Linked DNA regions of Oryzias latipes: region 2 is linked to region 1. The links are chromatin contacts, called in public Hi-C maps. All regions are on one chromosome and are shown on one strand. The core of a region is the stretch at or near the end of the contact, and the rest is flanking DNA. Distances in the headings are between cores, read along the strand shown. Region 1 overlaps LOC101174115 (chloride channel protein 1). Region 2 holds the start of LOC101164658 (cell division control protein 42 homolog).

Region 1 (4,138 bases), core at 923-3,422:
TCGGACTCAGTCACGCTTATGTGACCAGCATCGGCAAACTGGTGGGAGTGGTGGCCCTGAAAGAAGTAAGGAACCAAGTTTGATTTTTACAACACTGCCTGCAGCTTTTACCACCAGCTTTTACTCACTGCTTTTTCCTTCGATTTTCTTTCTTTAATTCAGCAAAGTAATATTCATGTCATTCAGCACATTTGAAAGGATTTAATAAAAGGATTAAACGCTTGAACTTAAACACTCAAACCACTAATCAGGAGCAGTTTTTTCTAGATGCCAGAGAGGCTTTGTGTGAAGAAGTAATTAACCTCAAAGATCTTTTTTGAAATTGACTGGAATTATTGATTAATTCAGATAGTAAAACTTCAATATTAGAGAGAGATTACAGTGGTAAATTCCATTGGAATTTTATAAAATAAATATATATTTATACTTGCATTGATTTGTTAAGACAACAGGTGCCAGCCTGAGTGAAAAAGTTACTTACCACCTTTGTTAAACCATAAATTAACTATGTTTAACCGATTTTGAAACTCTTTTATTTGGGCCTTAGTTAGTGAGGTCCGTTAGTTAGGCCTCATCCCCATAGTTGTGCTTCTGTGACTATCTGCAATGAAACACCAACATTTTTGTCGTCTTTGGAGATAACAAAACATCTAATTTACCCAAAGTTTTAAAAATATGTAGACATGTTGGACATTTTGAAACATAACTATTGTGCGCCAGATATGAAAGTTAATGGCATTTTGCAGGGCCGTGCACAGGATTTTAGAGGGGAAGGGGCACAAAAGGCCTTTTAAACATCTCTGAAATTTAAAAAATAAACTACCAATGAAAAACCTCCAGTTCCTGACAGCTGTAACCAATGTGACTCTTGTCACAGGAGAAGTTGCTTGGTCCCTAAACAATTCTGGCGGCTCTGAGTCCAAGCGGAGCAGCAAAGACAGAAGCAGCAGCTCAGAACCCCCATAACACAATAATAATAAAAACTCAACAGATATAACACCTACACCCTTTGTTCTGTTCAAGCTCCACATTCTGTTCCCTTTAACCCAGAAGTACTGAATGCTGCAGTGCCTCACATAACCACAAGAGGTGTTTTAGTGATGTTCTTAGATGAGTCCAATTAATCTGGCCGTTCCAGGCTTCGGTAAACTATAAGTGACATCAGAACTGGTTAGAGTATAAATGTTTATGATTTAACTTTTAATGGAGGCATTAAAACTAAATAAACATTTGCATCATTCTGACAGTTTTTCAGTTTTAACTCACATTCTCCAACACACTGATACCAAGCGGCAAGGAGGAAACACCTACAAGCATCCATATTTTATTGAATGTTTGCATGATCACGATGCAGCAAAGTTAGTTACTAAATATTATTGTCATATTCAGCTTGATATGAAGACTTAAAAAGCTGTTGGAACTCCAGATACAAAAAAAAACAGACTTCTGTGGGTTTTTTCCCTTTCAGAAGCAGCACTTTTTGATAGATATCATAGCATCCCTGCAGTTTCAGGGCAAATTAAAGTCCAGTAGTTGTTCAAACCCCTTAAAATGCAGGTCTCAAACTTTAGTCTTCAAGGTGTCCTACATCTTTTCCAACTAACCTGCCATTAAAGCTCCTTATTGGCTAAAAACACCTGAGTCAGGTAATCAGCACCAGATGAAGCAGGATTTCTTACCAGCAGGATGTTGGCCCTCGAGGTCTTGAGTCTGAAATTCCTGCCTTGAAACAGCAGGGAGGCTTGGTAAGTAGCTTTTAAAGAAAAAGTGCATGTTAACCTTTCTTATCCTCGTTTGTTTGTTTCCCCCCACCTGCTTTCCTTCACAAAAGCTTCAGAGGGCCATCGAAGGCTCCACGCGTTACGGCGTGCGCCTCCGCCCACCCCTGGCCAGCTTCCGCGACAGCAACCACAAGCCTGTCCCCAAACCTTCCGCCTCTTCCCCTGCTCCTTCTCCAACCTTGACCTCCCCTCTCTCCCTCCAAGAGGTACCTGACAATCCCTCTGCATCAACCACCGGCCACCATCACCATCCTCTCGACCATGAGCATGAAACTGAGGTGTGGATCGAGGGGGTGGACAGGGAGGCGAGGGCCAGCTCAGAAGACAGCAGCCTCACGAGCAACCTCAATGTGCCTCCTTCATCAACTCCTCCCCCAGTCCCTGCTCCCTCCACATCCCCCCCTCCCTCTCCTTCATCCTCCCTCCCCCTCTCTACCTTGAGGGTCACACAAGGACTCTGCGAGGGGGATGAAGGCAGCGATGATGAGCCAATGGTATAGCTTTTTATAATGGAAAGGCTTTTTTTAACGTCTTGCTTCTTCTTTTCTTATACCTCTTAGGTTCCAAACTCAGTTGGTCCACTCCTCAAATCTCCATCTTATAAAAAGATCTGTGTTGTATTTTTTATTTTATTTTTTTAACTTTTTGCTCTGTTTTACTTTCAGTTTATTTACTAAGTTAAGCATTTTCAGGGTTTTACTATTTTTCCCTTTGTACCAAATCGCTTCATCAGCTCGCTGATAGTTGAGCTCATCTCATCTCAAAGACTTTATGAGGTAGACATTCATCCCATTTCAGTCCCAGTTCTTCAAACATTTCGTATACGAAGATTGTTGTCTATAACTTTATATTTTCTCTTCAATACCTGATTATTAAAAGTTTAAAGAAGGGGTTTGCTCTGAGTAGAGAAGCAGAGGTGAATCATCCTTTTGAGTGTCAGCATCCAGACAGAAGAAAAGTGATGGAGTGGTAGGTGACGTTTGGCTGTTTTGACCTCCACAATGCATCCTCAGAGCTTATGCCATCATGTTTTACTTAATGAAGAAAGCAGCTACATGCAGAGCATTTTTGTCCAACAGGATGCATCCCCAGGTTTCTCAGGTGCTGCCATAAGTCTTTAACATCATGTATTGTGAAGTAGTTTTTATGAGTGAATAAATATATTTATTTGTTAAGTGTAATGTTTTTCCCCAAAGCTCTTTTGTTTGCCAACAATTGTTTTAAGTGTACTTTAGCAAATGGGTTTTTGAAGCTCATAGAACGGTGAACAATATGGCAGAATAAAAATGTCCCTTCAAATTTGAGATTTTTGTACTTAGCAAACTTGACCATAAAAATAATATCTTTTTTGAAAAGCTTTTTTTACACTCTAAAGTGCTCAGATATTGTTGCTACGATGATAACTCAACACAATATTTATGATAAAGTGGAATTTCCCATAATTTTCATTACTAAAAAACTTTACAAAAAAATCTATTACATAAAAGCCTGTCTACGGTGTGGACATCATCTTCTCTTGAGTTGACGGTTTCTACTGTTGATCGCTTTCAGCCACATAAAGTGCATGCTAGCCTGAGAGGCAGAACAACATTTTGATGCTACATTCACATCAGGCATGTGATGCTAAAAGCACTTTGTTACGGTGTTCACACTGGACTGTCGCTACCCAATACTGGCACATGTCCGCCACTGGAAGGGGCTTGGTCAGAGTGGTGCAAATCTCCCAAATCTTGCTCCAGGCTTTTTCTTTCACAGCTCTATTCTGATAAAAGACTTGGTGTCATAGAATTCTAGCTGTTCATAAACTGCAATTATTAAATTCTCCTCCATGATCAATTGTTGGAACTTCAGTGAAATGAAATTAAATCCAAACATCACTCCCAATCCAAGTCCATGATTGGTCAAAGTTCAACCTGGTTTTGTAAGTAGAAACTGGCATAGTGATGCATAAATGAGAGAATTGTAAATGTGGAAGCTCAAAACGCACATTTCCGGCCTTTACATACACTTTTCATTGAAAGGGGTTTCTTGAACACGCTTTTCCGAAGGCGGTGTGTGTGTGTAGCTTGAGATATGGACCAAAAAAAGGTCAAAAAATTTTTGAGTGTTTTAAATCACTCTCTAAAACTGAAAAAAAAACATGATAGGAAACTTTTTTTAGGGTTCTTGTGACATCTTTTCAGACTCCCAGAAAAAACTTTCCGCAGACTTCAAGTGGTTCAAAACTCTGCCACCCGCATCATCACTTAGTTGCTACCCATTACCTACCGGATCACCCACAAAATCCTTCTTTTCCCCTATTAAGCCATCTATAACCTCTAGCGCAGTGTTTTTCAACCAGTGTGCCACGGCACACT
Region 2 (4,138 bases), core at 664-3,163, 160 kb after region 1:
AAGACCTTTAAAAGTTGAAATGTCAAAAACTTTTTTACTTTTTATTTTATTTAGGAAAAGTGACATTTTGTTACAATTTTAAGACTAAATCTTTGGGCTCTGGACACTCAGCATTTATCAAATTCATGCTAATGAAGAACACAACAGAGAAACTCCAGAGGATAAGTAATATAAGTCAGTGGATGTAAGCCGTGTTAGCAAAACACAGCTAATTACCTGAAAATAGTTAAAAGACAAACTGGAAACTGTAATTATGTGACAAAGTGAAGCAATTAAACATGCCAATAAAAAAACACGTCTTTTGAATTCAATTTTGCCACAAAAACTGACTTTACATCTATAATTGAGATTTACAAAACACTTTGAAAGAAGAAAAGCAACAAATACAAGTATATATTTCAATTCTGACATGATTTCAGTTGTTTCAAAAAACAAAAGTCAACATTTCCAAGCTAATTTCTTTTCCCTCAAAAAATGTTTTTATTTTTATTTTATTTCATATGTTCTTGCAATGTTTACGTTAGTTTTGTTTTGTTTAGAGGCAACATGTTGACATTTATTTAGAGCCTGCAGAGGCACAAAGGTTATGACTAAATGGTGCTTAAAAGAAATGTTATTGAAGGAAAAAGTCCCAGACAAACTGAAAACTACCAGTTCATAGTCATATGGTCTATTAACAAATAATACACAATCATGCCAATAGGAACAATGATTTTCATTTCATTTGGATTTCATAAAAATAAACAAATAGAAGAGTTAAATCATTTAAATACATGTAAAAACAACAGTCTGGGATGTCAATTGTATTTATGAATCTGTTTTTGCGTGATTTTAATGGCAATCGTGTAAGAAAGTGAAGACTTTGTCTGTGCTAATTATTTTTCATTTAAACTTGTTTTAAATTACTTTAATATTCTTTTCCTTTATAAAGTGGCTTTGAAGCGAAGCTCTGCAGTTTTGCCTTTTGACTCATATAAGAATTAAAGAAAAAGAAAAAAAGGAAATAGCCCTATACTGGTCAGGCAAAACCACAACAAAAACAAATAAATAAATAATCCTAAACTAAATTAGAAACGAGGAGTGCAGAAGTCTTTAGTAACGCCGTTAAAAAAAGATCATTTTGAAAGTTATATATTTAGGTTTTTCACCAACTTTCTTCCAAGTGTTTCTGTTTTGAGACACTTCCGCATGGCGGCGGGGGAACAACCAACAAACGTTTCGGTCTTATTATCGGTTGGGTCTCAAGGGGAAAACTAAACATCCTCTTAAGAATATGGTTTTAAGTTTAAAACACTTTTAGCATCTATAGTCTGACAGCTAAATCCAACTGAAAGTTCAGGAAACTTGCTAATATCAGCGAGCTCGGGGCTAACATTAGTCACATCCGCCAGACCCCCACCCTCTGAAAAACACCTGTTTAGTCAACTTATATATACATTTAACAGCCTAAAAATGTAACTAAGAACTAATTATAAACGTGTAACACGGGACCGAGTTGTTAATTTGTTCAGATTAGTTAACCTAAACTTCACCGGCAACTTCTAACTTTTGGCTTCACCGCTCCGCTAGTTTAGTTAGCTAAAGGAAGTCGTTTGTTTTGACAGCTGCCGGTTAACAGAAAAGGTCGGCAGCAAATTAACAATCTTTCCTTTTAAAGCAGGAACATCTTTTCAAAAATAATTTGAGGTTTGTGAATCAATTTCTTTTACTTATCGTCGATAAATCACATTCAATGACAGCTCTTACCTCGTTCGCTCTCAGCCTGAGTGCTGGTGAAGTGCTGCGTTCAAGGGCTTCACGTACATTCCTACTTACTTCCGTTCCAGCGGAAGTCTGAACAATAACGTGTGTTCTGTTCAAGTTCCACGAGATGTTTTGTGCTTTACACGTGTCTGACATTTTATTCGTGCGTTGTGTTCGTGGTGGTGTGTCTTTGTGAAACTAAGAAAAATAGGCATAATCCTGTTAAATCACTGAATTAAGTAAAAACCATCAGCCAATTTGTGACCGATTTAGTTTGGTTGTCTGATGCGAAGTAGTTCAAAAGGTCAATAAAATACTTCTAATCCTCAAAAAGTTCACCTATTTTGTCACAAGTGGTTTAAATTATTATTAAAAGGGTTGAACAATTAACTCACAATTAATTCATGCCACAGTTTGGGAATGACTCAACACTTGACCCACAGAAATGCCTTTACCTGACTGTCCGCTAGAGGGAAACAAAGAGCAGATTCTGAAGAATGAACAATGGTCAATGACTGCAATAATTTTGAGAATGATAGCATTCAAATTATTATTATTAGTTGTATTTAAATAATTTACTAATTAAAAATTTATGTGACAGGTTGTTAACTTTGCTGTGAATAAATCATTGTAATTTGCAATTGTTCACACTCCAAATACTTTTCCAATAAGGAAATTATATTTCAAAGACACGAAAGCTAGGCTCACAACACATATTTTGTTATTTAAATCTAAATAATGCCAAATGATGTATTTGTGTAGTAAATTTAAAGAATGATTAGATGTTTTATGTGATAACTTTCGTACTTGCAGCTGACAAAAAATGCGACGCGAAGCAGCCCTGCTGATGCATGAGTTTATTTTGGCTGGCCTGGCTGACAGTCTGTTGTAGGTGGAGGGGAAACTGGCCAAATGGAAAAGGCCAGCCGACCTTCAGCGTAACACAGCAGTAGAAGAGATAATTACAATGCATTTTTCTCCCTTCCTCTCCCTCTGGGTCTCCCTTTTATTTCCAGCTTCACATACCAGTACTTTTTTTTTAATGTTACTCTTCTAACTGGTCTATACTCTTCTTTTTATTTCTTTGTAGCATCTTCCTGATCTCTTCTTTTCACTCCACTTCCACCCCACTCCCTCCACATGTGTGTCTATCAGTCACTCAGCTGTGGATAACCAGCGGGATGGATGTCAAGGACGTTTTGCAGCTTGTCTCTCAAAGATAATCCCATTAAACTTGAGAATTTAATTATAGATTATCTTGCACGCTCACACACTGACACGCATGTGTGCCCATAGATAAGCACATTCAGACTATATGCACTCAGGTGGGCTTCTGCACATGCCCGTGCACACAAACACACACAAGAAAGAAATAAGATCACAGGAGAGGATGTCACACACCTGTGCACACACAAGCACCACACAGCCATGTAAAGGGAAAAAATACTGGCCTCACCCCTTTTGACCTGTCAACATGTATCAGTGTCACCCTCCAGTCAGTATTAGCAACTTCCCCACTCTGTTTTTAAAGCGGCAAGGACACAGCTCAACAGTATTCTGCAGCAAGCAAAGGAACCAAACTGACCACTTACTCACAGACTGCTAAAATGTCCTTTTTCTTGTGATTATTCCTCCATATAGCTCATAATTTGTTGGTTTATTCAGATTTTAACAACTCTTGCATTGTCTCTATACAGCATGAAAGCAGCTCCACCGGTGCATTTCGGTAAATCCAGGTTACCATAGCAACTGGGCATTTTTTTCCACTGTGTCCAAAATTACAGGTGAACGTTGCTAAAACAACAAAACCAAAAACTGTAATTGGCAAACAAATGTATTTGTATTTTAAATGTATTTTCCAAAGCCTGTAAGTCAACAATCATTATACAAACAAAGGTTTAAGCAACACTGAGATTTTGACAACCTGCCAACAGGAAAGATGAGGAAAGATATTAGAATATGTGTGACAATGAAGAGAAATGTACTAATATTTGTTGTTTTTTTATTGTATTTTGTGAAAATCATGACCAAGCTACTGACTGTCTCCTGTCTGTGAGCAGTAAAGTTGGAATAAACAAATGTTCAAGCTTCTGTCATAAATGTAAATGTAATCTAAAGTAGATGCTGTTATTCTGCATCATTTTACTCTTTCTTATTATCTTAAATATAAATATAAAGAAATGTTATTGATTCCATTTAGATATGCAAAAAATGACCAATTTTACAGAAAAGCACTTCAATATTTTTATAGTATATTTTTATTTTATTTGTTTTAAATTTGTTTTGGTAAATATTCGTAAATTAAAAATATAAACCAAACGAACCATGAAAATGCTATAAACAAAAAATGTGTGAGCAGAAAAATAAAAAAAATTCCCTTTGAATATGTAACTGT

Evidence for each region. Hi-C and Micro-C count contacts between places; a contact is called where the count stands out from the background.
Region 2: a contact with region 1 is called in a Hi-C map of gastrula embryo, with 1.5 times the contacts expected there. The contact joins the promoter of LOC101164658 here to the enhancer-like site in region 1. A contact is called at or near these places in 2 of 5 Hi-C or Micro-C datasets (embryo and gastrula embryo).

The regions. Positions count from the first base shown.
Region 1 is chr11:15,428,844-15,432,981 of ASM223467v1, forward strand. LOC101174115 (chloride channel protein 1) reads left to right here. Exons shown (of 24, transcript XM_011480979.3): 23 at 1-65; 24 at 1,832-3,085. The coding sequence ends at 2,281. Among protein-coding and RNA genes, the nearest start is that of LOC101174115, 30 kb to the left of the region's middle. Within about 2 kb of position 2,173, at least 2 of the 8 cell types and tissues checked have an H3K27ac peak or open chromatin away from gene starts, as enhancers often do. A contact at or near this core is called in gastrula embryo, where this site is marked.
Region 2 is chr11:15,591,524-15,595,661 of ASM223467v1, forward strand. It overlaps LOC101164658 (cell division control protein 42 homolog), which reads right to left and starts at 1,914. Exons shown (of 6, transcript XM_004074052.4): 1 at 1,747-1,914. The coding sequence starts at 1,899.